Linked DNA regions of Sus scrofa: regions 2, 3 and 4 are each linked to region 1. Evidence: chromatin contacts called from public targeted proximity ligation data. All regions are on one chromosome and are shown on one strand. The core of a region is the stretch at or near the end of the contact, and the rest is flanking DNA. Distances in the headings are between cores, read along the strand shown.

Region 1 (3,367 bases), core at 351-2,850:
TAGCTTACTGCGCCAGAGCTACACTGTTACTTGAACACACGGCATTCTCTACCTAAGAGCCTCTCCACTGGCTGCCTATTTCCTGGAATACTTTTTCTCCAACATCTGCATGGCTCATCCTTTCTCACTCTCAAGTGAAAAATAGTCTCATTATTATCTTCCCTACCAACTCTGGCCATGTCCCTCTAAATTACATCCACCACTATTACGAGCATCTCCAGTGTTCATCACCATGCTCATTTTTCCCCTACAGCATTTAACACTTTCAAATATTATGCATATTATAATAATATGCTAATTATTTACTGTATAACTCCCTCAAGAGTATGTAAGACCTGATAGGGCAGGGATTAGTGTCTGTTTTGTTCAAGGATATACCCCAAGGGACCAGGTATATGCATAGCATATTATTGTTAAATATTTCTTTAAACAATTTATTTAAATAATTTATTTAAATATTTATGGTATTATTAAATATTTGTTGAATGAATAAATAAACTTAAAAAGCAGAACTTATCCAGTGGCCAGTATCAAATAAAAATTTATTAATGCCTAAAAAGCTGAATTTATTTATTTCTCCATTCTTTCAACAAATATTGAGTTCCTTCTCTTTGCCAGGCACCACAGCAGACACTGAGGATATTCAAAACAGACAAGGCCCTGTTGACACTGAGCTCACTTACGACTTTCTGTGTCTCCTCCTAGCACTTTAAAAAAATGGTATAATTCTTTGGAGTTCACACTGTGGTGCAGTGGGTTAAGAATTCAACTGCAGTGGCTCAGATCACCCTGCGGCTTGGTTTCAATCCCCTGCCCAGCGCAGTGTGCCAAAGGCAATGTAGTCTCCACTGAGGCTCAGACTCAATCCCTGGCCTGGGAACTTCCATATGCCATGGGTGTAGCCATAAAAAAAAAAGTATAATTCCTGTAATAATAAATGTTATAAAGACAATACAATGCATAAGTAAATGTGTTAATGATTAGGGACAGAGAGCTTCCTTCAACTAGAATAGAGTGTAAAGCCCTCTGGGAAGAGATGTTATTTAAGGTAAAACCAAAATAAGTAGAAGTCAGTCACAAAGAAATCTGGGGTGAATATTTCAGAGACAAAACATATAAAGCTTTAAAGGGGAGGGGGAACTTATGAATTCAAGAAAAAAAAAATAGCTGATACGATCTGAAGGTAGTGGTAGAGAAGCAGATATGGTGGGGAGGCAGTCTACCTCCACTGTGGGGCCCTAAATCCACCCTGACATTTTTAGCAATTTAGACGCATCTTAGAATGTTATTTTTATATCACCTCTCTCTTGTGCTCTTCTCTCTTTTCCCACTGGGGAAAATGCCAATGGTACTGAGTGTCAGTACCAGTGAGTCAAAATCTGAGAAGCCTGTTCCTTAGCAGACCTGGTACTTTTGTGCAAATCAAAAAAAGTTGGACTTTCCTTGTAACATTTTCTGTCATATATTAAAATATATATATGTGATAAATAAGCATATCTGCAGTTCACTTGCAGTTGTGTCGTGCAACATGCACAGCAGCATGTAGGGCCCTAGTTGCAAACCAAAGTGGTTCCATTTTTCCTCTGCTTCAAATACTGAATGCTGTAGATGCTAAATATACACACAGTTCTGGATACTTTGCTATTATTAGTATTCAGCATTAACTACGGTTGGCTACTGATTCTTAGCATTAGCCTCAGGTGAAAAGGAATGAGTACTCTTTGAGAATCAGTCATTGGAGAAAATACTATGTGCACGCTCAAAAGATGCAGATTCAAGGGGCTGTAGGCATGAATGTACTTCTGTAAAAGTGGATAAAGCCGTGACTATATCATCAAGTGTTAGAAGTACTGATTATCACACAGTCTATCTGAAAAGCTGTATATTAGAATAATCTATTCTACCTTTTGAAAACTTTGACCTATATTATTTCATGTGACTCCTGGGTTATCTTAATTTAGTAGTTTTAGGTTTCCTTTAAATAAAATAAAGGATATTTTGGTGGAGTAATATATTCTGCAAAACCATTTTCAAGTTTAATCCCAAAGGGGGCCATTTTCATTATCTAGGCTTCAGTTTCCTAATTTATGAAACGGAAAAGTATGTGTCTTCATCTTCATGAGAAATAATCTGTGATACTATGTCCTTTCTAGATGAAGAGCATTCATATGCCACATCAATATGATTAAAATTAATAAGCAACTAATAATATTCATAAAGGAGATGGTGCCTGAAAGAACGTGTCCAGCAATGAAGGACTGCCACCTAGTGTTCAATGTGGGTTTCAGCATATCCAGGCCACACAACCATTTAACAAACACCTCTCAACCATAGCCCTGTAATTATGTATTAAATCATGGTAATTCTGCAGAGGGCCTAGTTCAGTGTCAAAATATGAATTATGACTTTTTGAATAAAATTTGTATCACTCATATGCTCTATAAATTGAGTTTACAAAAGGAAGTAAACAGTCTTCACTTCTGACTACAAAAAAAAAAAATTAGAAATTTACTCCTAAAAATTTAAAAAAATAGTAAATATCTTGGCCCCAATTTCAGTAGGCTAGAAAGAGCCTGGGATTTCAGGCTAAACAGATTCAAATCAGAACCCTGTCAGTTAACAGCAGTATAACCTTGGGTGTCTTTTATTTTTATTTTTTTTGTGTGTGTGCGTCTTTTCTAGGGCCGCATCCACAGCATATGGAGGTTCCCAGGCTAGAGGACTAATTAGAGCTGTAGCCGCTGGCCTACACCACAGCCACAGCAATGCCAGATCCGAGCTGCATCTGTGACTTACATCACAACTCACGGCAATGCCAGATCCCCAACGCGCTGAGCAAGGTCAGGGTCGGAACCCGCGACCCCATGATTCCTAGTTGGATTCGTTAACCACTGAGCTACAATGGGAACTCCCTGACGTTGGGTGTCTTTTCAACCTGAGATGGTTTCCTTATATGAAAAGAACTTACAGTAGGCATAAAATAAATGACTATATTAGTTATTAAGAAAAACGGGTTTCTCGTTCTGATTTATAAAGAAGTTAATTTGGTTTTTCATATATTCCTCTCCAGTCAACAGGGCTTTAAGAAATGTTTTAATGAAAAGACAACAATTTCATTTCTCTCTATCCCTTGCATAAAAAAAGGACTTAAACTGAATTTTTTTTGATCCCTGCCCTAACCAATTCCAAGCAAGTTTAAAGCATTTTTTTAGCCACTAAAGAAATTATTGGGTTCAAACAGCAGTTCTTATGAAAGAAGACTAATACAGTGAGTTCTGTTCACTTGCTTTTTAACATCTAATACATTACATAACAGGGTTTTCAACAATTTATAAAAATAATTTTTTAAATCCTGTTAAAATATTTC
Region 2 (3,367 bases), core at 533-3,032, 970 kb before region 1:
GTGGGGGATGGGCAACCCTGAGTGCTCAGGGTCTGCTCTAGGGCTCAGTGTCTGAAACACTGCCTGCTGGCCAGGTGGTGTGAGGGGTGAGAGGGGAAAGGTCAGGGGAGCAGATAGTGAAGACATTTTGAGACCATTTAAGGAACTCTGATTTTAAATGACAAGTAGCAGGGAGCCATTCTTCTATTCAGTAAGAACTTAGGGAACACCTACTCTGTGCCAGAAATTGTTCTAAGACCAATGTTAATCTCAGTCATTCGTTCAAGCAGCTCTTAATGAGACAGATGCTATTATGAACCCATTTTACAGCTGAGGAATTGCAAGGCCCAGGGAAGTTAAGTCACTTGCTCACGGTCATTCAGATAGTAATGAGGTAGATGGGATTTGAAACCACTCAGTCCAGCTTCAGGGTACATAATCTTAGCCATCATGCTCTGTGGCCTCATTTAATTTGAGTAGAGAATGACATGGCCAGGCAGAAGTTTGAGAAAGAGGACTTTGGCTGCAGTGAGGGAAGAACCTGGCTGTGAGGAAACGAGCTTGAGGAACTGGTTTGAGAAAGGTCAGAGTGTAAGAAGAGAGCTGTCATCTGCAGCCACCTGGAAGTGCTGTCCCAGAATCCAGAGTCCGCTGCTGCTTCCTGCACGGTGACATGACAATTTCCTGACTGTTACTTTTTTAGGTGCGGGAATGGACGCACATCTGTGGATGTTTAGGAGAGAGCAAAGGAGATGACTGAGAGGAGGGAGGAGGGGCAATGATAGAATTAGGAATCGCCCAGAAGAGGTCAGGTGGACAGAAAGCAAGAGGGGGTGGGGCATAGAGGGAGGGGGTGGGGCATAGAGGGGAAGGTCCTGGCAGCAGTATATGAACCTGGCACATGCAGAAGACTCCCTCAGGGCATTCCCAGAGGGAAGGCCTTGGGAGCACTGTTCCCAATATGGGCAGGACCCAGGAGAGAGGACATCCCAAGGGAAAGCGTGGGAGGCCCTTGGTGGAGTCAGCCTCTGTCTGGTGTGAGTGCCGGTGGTGTAAGGGGCAGGCCCTGCTCTGCCCAGGTCAGCTCTGTGCTCCATCTGCACAAGGCTGTGTAATGCTGTCTGCTTCACAGCTCCAACAAGGCCACCCCCTCCCTGGCTGCTTGGCTTCTGCAGCAGAGCCTCCAGGGAGAGTAACTCACACAGGCAGTAGGCTGGGGAAAAGCAGCAGCTCCTCCAACCCGGGCTGACCCACCATTGTCCAGCCTTGCTTTTTCACCTGCAGGGTGTCCCTCTTTGCCACTGTGGGAAGGGAAGGTAGAGAGAAATGGCTGAATGGGCCTGACCTGGGAGGATGCTGTGCTCCAACCTTCACATCCCCAATTCCCTAATATCCTGCACAGTGCTTAGCATGCAGTCATGCTTAAGAAGCACTGATGGATGGGTGGCTATCAGGAAGTTCAGCAAAATCCAATTTATGGCTGGGGATATTGAAGATATTAGAGATGGATAGATACCGGGGGTCAATGGTGTGTATAGAGTTTTGCATTTTGGAAAAGTTGGGGAAGAATTGGGTGGGCACCCTTCCTGCTGTGGAGGGGGACAGTTGCTTCTGTGGCAGGCCACTTCCCTCTGAGATCCTATTCTTTTTGAAACAGGGAGAAGTGACCTGTTCTGAGAGGTTAAAAGCTCATTTTGCAAAAAAAAAAAAGCACATTTTGCAAGAAAACCCAGCTGAGCTGCCGAGTTACAATGGGAAGGGTGGTGGAGGCTGTCCTTGCCTTCCCACCCCCTCTCCCCACTGCAAGCTGACTCATTCCCCTCTGTTGCAGACAGATTGCGTCTTGCGTGGGAGCCGCTATGCAGAGCTCAAAGCTGTTCCCTGAGAATTACAGGAATTACAACCTGCTGAAGGGAACAATTGTTCTAAATATGTTCTTTTAATGATACTTTATTTTTATGATCATTTCATTAATGGGTTCCTAAGAGGAAACAGCAGGTCCCACTGTCTTTAGAAAATCATTTGCTTTTCTCCTTGGGGGCCCCTGGTCTATTGGCTCTGAATTCTAAACCCTGCAGTGTCAGGTCAGGCCTGATTCTTAGTGCCTCTGTGTCTGGACTGAGTCCCAGGTTAAAATCCCTTGGCAAGGCTGCTGCCTTCGGATCAGAGTCTCTGGGCATTCTCCCTCCCAGCAGATGGCATCATCCAGGGACTTGATGACTTTGCATGGCCCCCAAAAAGGCATTATTGGCTCATTATCGCCAGGATCTGTCAGAATAGAGCGGACAGCTGTCAAGGCCTCCAGGGCAACAGGAGGGAGCAGCTATTGTGTGCAGGATTTTTCCGGGTACCCAGGCCAAAATCTTACCTCCGCAGGAAAGGACCTTGTTGGCAGGGACCCTCACTGCTTGTGTGCTCACCTCTTAACCCTGAATGATGGCTTTTGAGAGACTCTTCCTAGTTTGCAAAGCTCTGGTAGTGTCTGGTGGCCACTGATAAAGCAGGTGCCATTCACATCAGTTTCTGTTGTGTGACTATGAATGAGAGAGGGCCCTCTGAGCAGCAAGACCTATACTGAATATTATTATGAGTCAGGCTGTACAGAATGCCCAACTGGCTTGTTAATCTGGTGCAATTGAACCACTGTTTGCTGGATGCCAGCTGGAGGCCTGGGGAAGAAAATTGAAAGGAAGGCCCAGCTTCTAGGAGCTCACAGATTAGCATATGATTCCCAAAGAATTCCATGAAAGTGTTAGGAGCTGAGCTTGATCCTCATATATAAAATGGGAGTAATGAAAACCTAATGGTGAGCTTGCAAGGATTTAAAGGAATACCTCATGAAAAAGCATTTTGTATGTTGCCTGGCACATGGTAAACACACATTATTTGTTGAAGAAATAAATGAATAAAAGATGGATCAAAAGGACAAAGGAGAGTCAAGCATGCATGTTGTGCAGATATCGTAACTTAGGTGAAGTCTAAATTAGCATCTAAACCCATTCCAGGTGGGGGGAAGGAGAGGTTAGTTTGGGAATGGGTTGACCTATTTTCTAAGTCAGGCAGTGTGAAGGCTGGAGGCTGACTGTCAGAATCATCACAAAGTGAGCATTAGGTTGGATTGGAGACCCAAAGCCAAAGAAAAAGTGGGCCTTATGTGACTGTTGGCATCCAGGGTGCAGTGTCAGTGAGGGTCAGAGGGGGAGGGCAGGGTGAAGGGAGTGTGAACAGAATACGTGAGTAGTTTTGGAGGCCCACCTGATAGGATGGCGTCTCTGCTGGAGGGTGTGTTTGCATGGGCTGGCCTTGTCTTTGAAGGGGGTTGAGGAATGAAATTCCCTCCAGGAGGCACTTACATTCATCTCTAACTCCTTGTTCTGAGCACATAGTG
Region 3 (3,367 bases), core at 534-3,033, 730 kb before region 1:
TTAATTCATATACATATATTGATAGATAGCTTTTGTCTGAAGATTGCATCTTGAAAATTCTATATACCACTTCACATCTATTAGAAAGGATATAACAAACACAACAAAAACACCCGCCCAGAAAATAACAAGTGTTTGCAAGAATGTGGAGAAATTGAAACCCTCATATATTGCTGGTGAGAATGTACAATGGAGCAGCCCCTGTGGAAAAGTTTGTTGGTTCCTCAAAGAGCTAAGCATAGAATTACCCTATCACCCAGCAATGATATTCTGTGAAAGAAGTGAAAACAAGTATCCACACAGATATTTGTATGTCAATGATCACTGCAGCATTATTCATAATAGGTGAAAAATTAAAACAGCTCAAGTGTTCAGATATTTGTATGTCAATGCTCACTACAGCATTATTCATAATAGGTAAAAAATTAAAACAGCTCAATTATTCAGCAACAATTGAATGGATAAATGAAATGTATATAATACAATGGAATATTATTCAACCATAAAAAGGAATGACATTCTGATACATGCTACATCATGATGTGTTAAGTGAAATAAGCCAGGCGCAATAGGACAGATATTGGATGATTTCATTTATATTAAATATCTAGAATAGAAATATTCACAGAGCCAGAAAGTAGTTTAGAGGTTAACAGGGGCTGAAGGGATGTGGGAAGGGGGAGTTGTTGCCTTAATGAGTACAAAGTTTGTGTTTGGGGTGATGAAAAATTTATGAAAAAAGATAGTGGTAACCATTACATGATATCGTGAATGTAATTAATGCCACTGAATTGAACACCTAAAATGGTTAAAATTATATACTTTTAAATATTTATTTTACCACAATTTTAAAAGTTCATTGCTTTGGTCTTTCACATTTAAATGGTATTACATTTTATAGTTTACCAAATATTGACATAATATTTAATTCTCACAGTCCCATGAAGATGGCAGAATATTTACCATTTCCTCCATCCCCCTTGCTCCACAATAAACATTCAGTTTATTGATAATAAACTGGGTGCTTAGAGTGATTTTGTAGAAAGTTGCAGAGTTAATTCTCATACCAAGTGTCTTCAAGTGATGGTCTCTTAGGTATTCAAACCCTGAGGATTCTTCCAGGGTCAGCTGACCTTCTCAACCTCAGTTGTTGCCCTAGGCTTTTAGGCTCTGGTTATGACTGACCTCCGTACGGCCCCTAACTTTAAAGATCTGACCATCTGAATGGAGAATTGTTAAAAGAGGGTAATTTCAGTCAAAACATGCCTGGAAAGAGATTTAACTTAAACCTCCAGAAGATGCCCAAAAAGATGATGTACCCAAAATCCCCAAATAGAATGGATCTGAGGTTCCCCAAAGCTGCAGCAAAGATTGGGTGAACCTGGAATGTTTAAGACATACTGGGAATTGTTGATCAAGGTCTAATTCTTTTAGGTTCACTGAGAGCCCATGTCACCTCATTTGATCCTCACTACAGTGGAGGGAGATGCAGGAATAGGGATGTTTTCTCCTTTTTATAGTTGAGAGAAGGTTAAGTGCTTGCCCAAGGTCATTGAGTCAGAGAGGACTAGGAGCAAAATAGAACTCAGGTGTCCTGACTTCTAGGTTGAGCCCCTTTCCATTATGCTGCAGCTGCCTGCTTCCAAGAGACCCACATGCAATGCCTGAAAAATGCCATGCAGAAGACTGCTGTTACTATTCTAGGTTTAAGTTGGGGGAGGGATGCAGTGAGTACAGCTAGAGGTGGAGTGGGGGATGCCATCCTGCCATCATGGATAGGGAATCTTTTTTATGGCTTATGCCACTCCAACTGGCATAAACAAGGCATAGCTGAAGATTAAATGTCCCGAACATTATTAGCCCATTAGATTTCTTAATACCTTCTCCCAGGACTCTGTTCTCTTTACGCTCTCAATCAAATTTCTGTTTATCAAATTTCTAAAATGTTCATGAGAAGAGGTCCTCTTCCTTGTCACTCTTCAGGGAGCAAACACTCTCTTGTATGCTTTGGAAAGGAAAACAATTCCTTTTAGTTCAGAACTCAAGTTTCCAAGAAAAAGTCTTCTTTATCCCTAACTTGGGTGACTGATTTGTCCCAGACTATCTGGGACTTTCCCAGCTGAAAGTCCTGTGTCTGCCCTTTAACCCAGGACAAACTGGGGTAGTTGGTCATCCTACCATGGCCCTGATTTTCTGCATCAGTTCCCCCCACTCCCCAGCTGGAATCCATACCTCTTCCATTCTAATATTTAGGACTAATTTTTGCAAAGTTGATCCTGTGAGCACAGTTGTTAATAGCCAATAGGAGTCCCATGTGATAATTGGGGACAGAGGGAGAGGGGGCTTTCATGGATTGCCCAGCTCAGGCAAGATGATGTTGATGGGAAGGAGTTCCCTCTTCCTGCTTCTGAGGGTGATAAATCACACCCTGCAAAATGCTTTGTTCTCACGAGAAAGATATTCTATGGCTCTGTCTACCTCTAACCACAGCAGATGGATTGGTGAACTGGGCTTGATGGCCTTTCACTCTATGGGACAAGGAGAGTCCCTGTGAAGGTAGAGGACAGACTTTTTTAGGTCCTGGGCTTCCTGGTGGGAGACTTGAGGGACTCCTAGGAGTAGAAGAGAGTAGCTGTGGCTTGTTGGAGATGAGATGAGGAGATGTTGGTGCTACTGGCTCTTGCCAGCAGGAAATTAGGACTATCCATGGCCCCAGGGAAAATTTTTTTTAATGTTTTCAGAATAGAACATTCTAATCAAGCCAAGCAGGGAGCAATTACCTACATTGTCAATCAGTCTAGGTAGTAATTGGGAAGATTCAGCACGAATCAGTTTGTCCTTCATTTCTCTTGGCAAAGTAGGTCTGATGACTTTGGCTGGCTTTAGCCGGCTCACTGTGGCTGGCAGGTTGTCCCAGCAGATTAGATGAAGCGTTGGCGCTAGCAGAGAGGTTAAAGCACTTGCTCAGGTGCCCCCTTCCCACGTGTTCTTAATTTCTTAGGACGGAGTTCTCTGTGCAGGCTTAGATCTGGCCGCCTTTCCGACTTGTCACAGGGTATTTGTTGCTGCTGGATTTGTTTTAGGGCGTGACTATTTGACAGCTGGGGTCGGGGGAAGGGTGTGGGGAGGACCTCTAGTAGCATTTCGCTTGCCTTGCTGCCTGGAGCCTCCTTAAAGGAGAAGATGAATTCACTGCATGTGTGCGCGGGCCTTATGTAAGCTGCAGGCGGCAGCGCAGAGTGGAGAACGTGAAGACAGGCGGGGGCAGGGAGATTTGGCGAGGCAGGCCCCGCAGTGCAGAAACCAGCTCTGAAAGCTGCGCGTGGAGGTGCGGTAGGACGGTACTGCTGCAATGCGGAGACAGCTT
Region 4 (3,367 bases), core at 605-3,104, 710 kb before region 1:
GTTTCGTCACAGACCAGGAAGTGCAAAGTTAAATCCAGGGCAGCTGGGCCCAGAGTTACCAATAATTCCCTAATTCCTACCCCTGGAAATGTTTCTGCTATTTATTTTTCATTTTTTCCCTCTTTTGTTTTCTTTTCCCCTTAGCTTGCAGTCTATTCTGAAACAAACCCAAAGCGGCTTCTGATGATGTCATCCTTAAACAATGATAGCAATAATATTTATCACTTGTTATATGACTGAAAATGTACCAAATACTTCACATCTTATCTCATTGAATTGTCACAATGCACATGTAGGTAGATACAATTATGATCCCCAAACTACATGTTTAAAAAAAAAAAAGAGCTCTGAAGAGGTTAAGTGACTTTCTTTCCCAAGGTCACACTCCTAGTTAGTGGCAGAGCAGAATTAGACTCATCAGACTAATGAATTCATTTATTTAACAAATATTTATCGAAAGCTCTTATGTGAAAGCCATTATTCAAGGAGCTTGAGATACAGTGGAAAAAAAGAGAAACAATAGAAAATCCCCCCCCCCTTATAAAGCTTATATTCTACTGGGAAGAGACAGAATGATAAACAATTGAAAATAGTTAGAGTGTTAACAGGAGTTAAAATGAGTCAATGAGGAGTTCCCTTGGTTAAGGCCAGGGAGTCTGGAGCTCAGTAGGTGGGGGTATTGAGGAATTGGGTACCAATGGAGAAGTGGGCAGAGCTGAGCATGTTCAGGTTTATTTATCAAGAATATTTCACAAGGAGTTCCCGTTGTGGCTCAGTGGGTTAAGAACCTGACATAGTGTCTGTGAGGATGTAGGTTTGATCCCTGGTCTCCCCTTACCCAGTGGGTTAAAGATCTGGTGTTGCTGTGAGCTGTGGTGTAGGTCACAGATGGGGCTAGGATCTGGCATTGCTGTGACTGTGGTGGAGGCCGGCAGCTGCAGCTCTGATTCCACCCCTGGCCTAGGAACTTCCATGTGCTGTAGGTGTGGACTAAAAAGAAAAAAAAATATATGATAAGGTCATCAAATACTTCCATAAAGAGGTATGTAATGTTTGGTAGCCTCTTGATTTATGTTTAAAAAGGTCACTCTGACCTTTTTAAAGGTCTTTTTTTGGGAATGATTCTTAGTGAGGTCAGTGTGTGAACAGGGACTCAGAAAGGAGGCTCTTGGGTAGCTGGGATAAGAGATATAGTGCCTCTCATGGGGATGGGATACCAGCAGAGATGGAAAGAAGATGCAGGGTGCTTTAGGGAGTAGAGGTGAATGGACTTGCTGATGGATAGAGGAAGTGGGCAATTGGATGAGAGACAGGCTCAGAGAAGCTGCTGGGTTTTGGCTTCAGCCATCGCTGCATAGGAGTGAATTGATCACTGAGAAGAGGAACAACATTTGCCTGAAACTTTATGATTTGCAAAGGACTGTCAGCTATATTATCTCTTGTTTTTACAACAAGCCTTGAGAGGTAGTAAAAATATAATCTCTGTTTCACAGACAAGATAATTAAGCCTCTGAGAGGGTAGATTTGTTTCTATCCACACAGTTAGTAAATGGAAAGTCTGAGTGGGAAACTTGGGCTTCTAGATGCAGCGGGTCTGTTGCTTATTTCCCTAGAGAATTGTCCCCCCGAAAGCCAGAAGGAATCCTGTACACAAGCACAGTCTCCATCGCTGAATAAAGTCACACATTTTGATTCTTCTCTACTATTACCTCTATTTCAGGTTAATTTACCTCATACTTATAACTTTGACAATCAAACAGCTTAACAGCTATTTCAGACATCTATTCCTGCTAGAGGATGCACTGTCCCTATTTTTGGAAGCCGGCTGACGCAGAAGAAAGGTAATGTGATAGAGAACCTTTAGACCCTTTTAAATCACCAACGCAAATCACCACCAGATTACCAAGGATCTAAATATGTACTGTCTAATGACGTTCATAAAGATGCCAGCACACCGTTATGTTCCTCTTTGATGTTTTAGCAGTATTTACATAGAATTCTAAAGAACTACTTTCCAAAAAAGAGTTTTAGATATTCTATAGATGTTATCGCCACTGTTTTTTGCAATAACCCTGAATAGCTCAGGGAGGTCAATCTCCTCAAACATCTAGAAAGAGCCTGTTTGAATATTCGAATCCTAGTCTGTAAAGTCAAAGGCCATGCTGTTTCCACCATGACACTGTTTATTAGAGGGAAGAAATCCAATTCTGGTCCCTTTGACATTTAGTGTCCTCCCTCCTCACTAGCCACCTCTAGTGATGGTGAGCAGGCACAATTCACCACAATTGGTTACTTTAGTAAATAATTTTCAATATAAGTGAATTAAAATAAAATGTTATCAATTTTTCCCACTAGAAATTTTTGCTAATGTCCTGGGAATTTGCAAAATCAGTAATCTGTTGACTTTAGCTCTATGTCTGTGATACTGCCTTACTGATAGCTTTCCAAAGAAGATAGTGGGTAATCAAGGCAAACTCTGTGGAATTTTGATGAGCACAAACAAACCAGGGTAACATTTAAATTATGTGCAGCAGGTAAAATCTAAGTCTTGATATTTTCAGTGGAAAACTAGTTTGGAATAGAGAAAAAAATAATTTAATATGTTACTATTAAACATAAACTTGCTTTGGGATTTTGCTTGCTTTCATCATCAAGTAACTAGCCCTAAAGTTCTCAGCCAGGCTTGGATTTAGGATGTCAGGCTCTGGTAGTGAGAGCTAGATGGTGCTATAGTATAATTGCCAGCTGCCCAATTACTACCAGTTTGTCTGACTGTAATGAATGAGGGTTCTGGAATATGAAATTCAGCTCTGTGTTGCTCGTATTTTCTGTAAGTGCAATATAATACAACATAAAATGAAGAATTTTATCTTCTCTCTCTTTCTCCCCCCTGCTCTTTCCATCTGATATGCCTACCAGCCACCTCCCCCCGCCGCCGCCCCAACAGACACGCACTTTGCTGACATTTTTCCTAGAATAAACAGGTGAGAATCACTATTCTGGGTGGTCTGACTGTTTCCAGAGTGACAAACGCATCTTTTATCCTATGTCCCAGATTCAGCAGTTCTTTTTCTATCTAATCAAAGAGGGCTAAAGTTTTTATAGGTCATATGTGAGATAAGGTTAGTGCCAACTTACATGAATGGCTTGTAGTCTTGCAGGAAGGACAATGAATGGTATTTCAGAGTGGGAAGGAGACATTGGACGTTTTTCAGTTCAATTTCCCACTTGGGTTTGATGTAGTTCATTTTTTGAGTTTGAAAAAAAAAAGTACTTCCAGATATTCCAGTTTATTTGCAAGGGTTAAGGAAGGCCAGGAATAAGTTTCTGGTATAGGAAGGCCCATGACTGTGTGCTCTTACATGAT

The links.
Region 2: a contact with region 1 is called in a targeted proximity ligation map of skeletal muscle, with 13 times the contacts expected there. A contact is called at or near these places in 4 of 47 Hi-C or Micro-C datasets (liver, mesenteric adipose tissue, omental adipose tissue and 1 more) and 1 of 2 datasets of targeted methods (skeletal muscle).
Region 3: a contact with region 1 is called in a targeted proximity ligation map of skeletal muscle, with 14 times the contacts expected there. A contact is called at or near these places in 11 of 47 Hi-C or Micro-C datasets (embryonic fibroblasts, epiblast stem cells, fetal heart ventricle and 5 more) and 2 of 2 datasets of targeted methods (alveolar macrophages and skeletal muscle).
Region 4: a targeted proximity ligation map of skeletal muscle shows a contact between it and region 1. A contact is called at or near these places in 2 of 2 datasets of targeted methods (alveolar macrophages and skeletal muscle).

The regions. Positions count from the first base shown.
Region 1 is chr4:81,653,049-81,656,415 of Sscrofa11.1, reverse strand. All of the region lies in intron 1 of NME7 (nucleoside diphosphate kinase 7), which reads right to left. Among named protein-coding and RNA genes, the nearest start is that of NME7, 15 kb to the right of the region's middle.
Region 2 is chr4:82,622,881-82,626,247 of Sscrofa11.1, reverse strand. The region is part of intron 1 of LOC106510109 (a long non-coding RNA gene); the gene reads left to right. Among named protein-coding and RNA genes, the nearest start is that of TBX19, 75 kb to the left of the region's middle.
Region 3 is chr4:82,385,797-82,389,163 of Sscrofa11.1, reverse strand. It overlaps LOC106510102, which reads left to right and starts at 1,783. Exons shown (of 9, transcript XR_002343354.1): 1 at 1,783-3,328.
Region 4 is chr4:82,361,673-82,365,039 of Sscrofa11.1, reverse strand. It overlaps LOC106510102, which reads left to right. Exons shown (of 9, transcript XR_002343354.1): 2 at 1,721-1,841; 3 at 2,920-2,984. Among named protein-coding and RNA genes, the nearest start is that of XCL1, 73 kb to the left of the region's middle.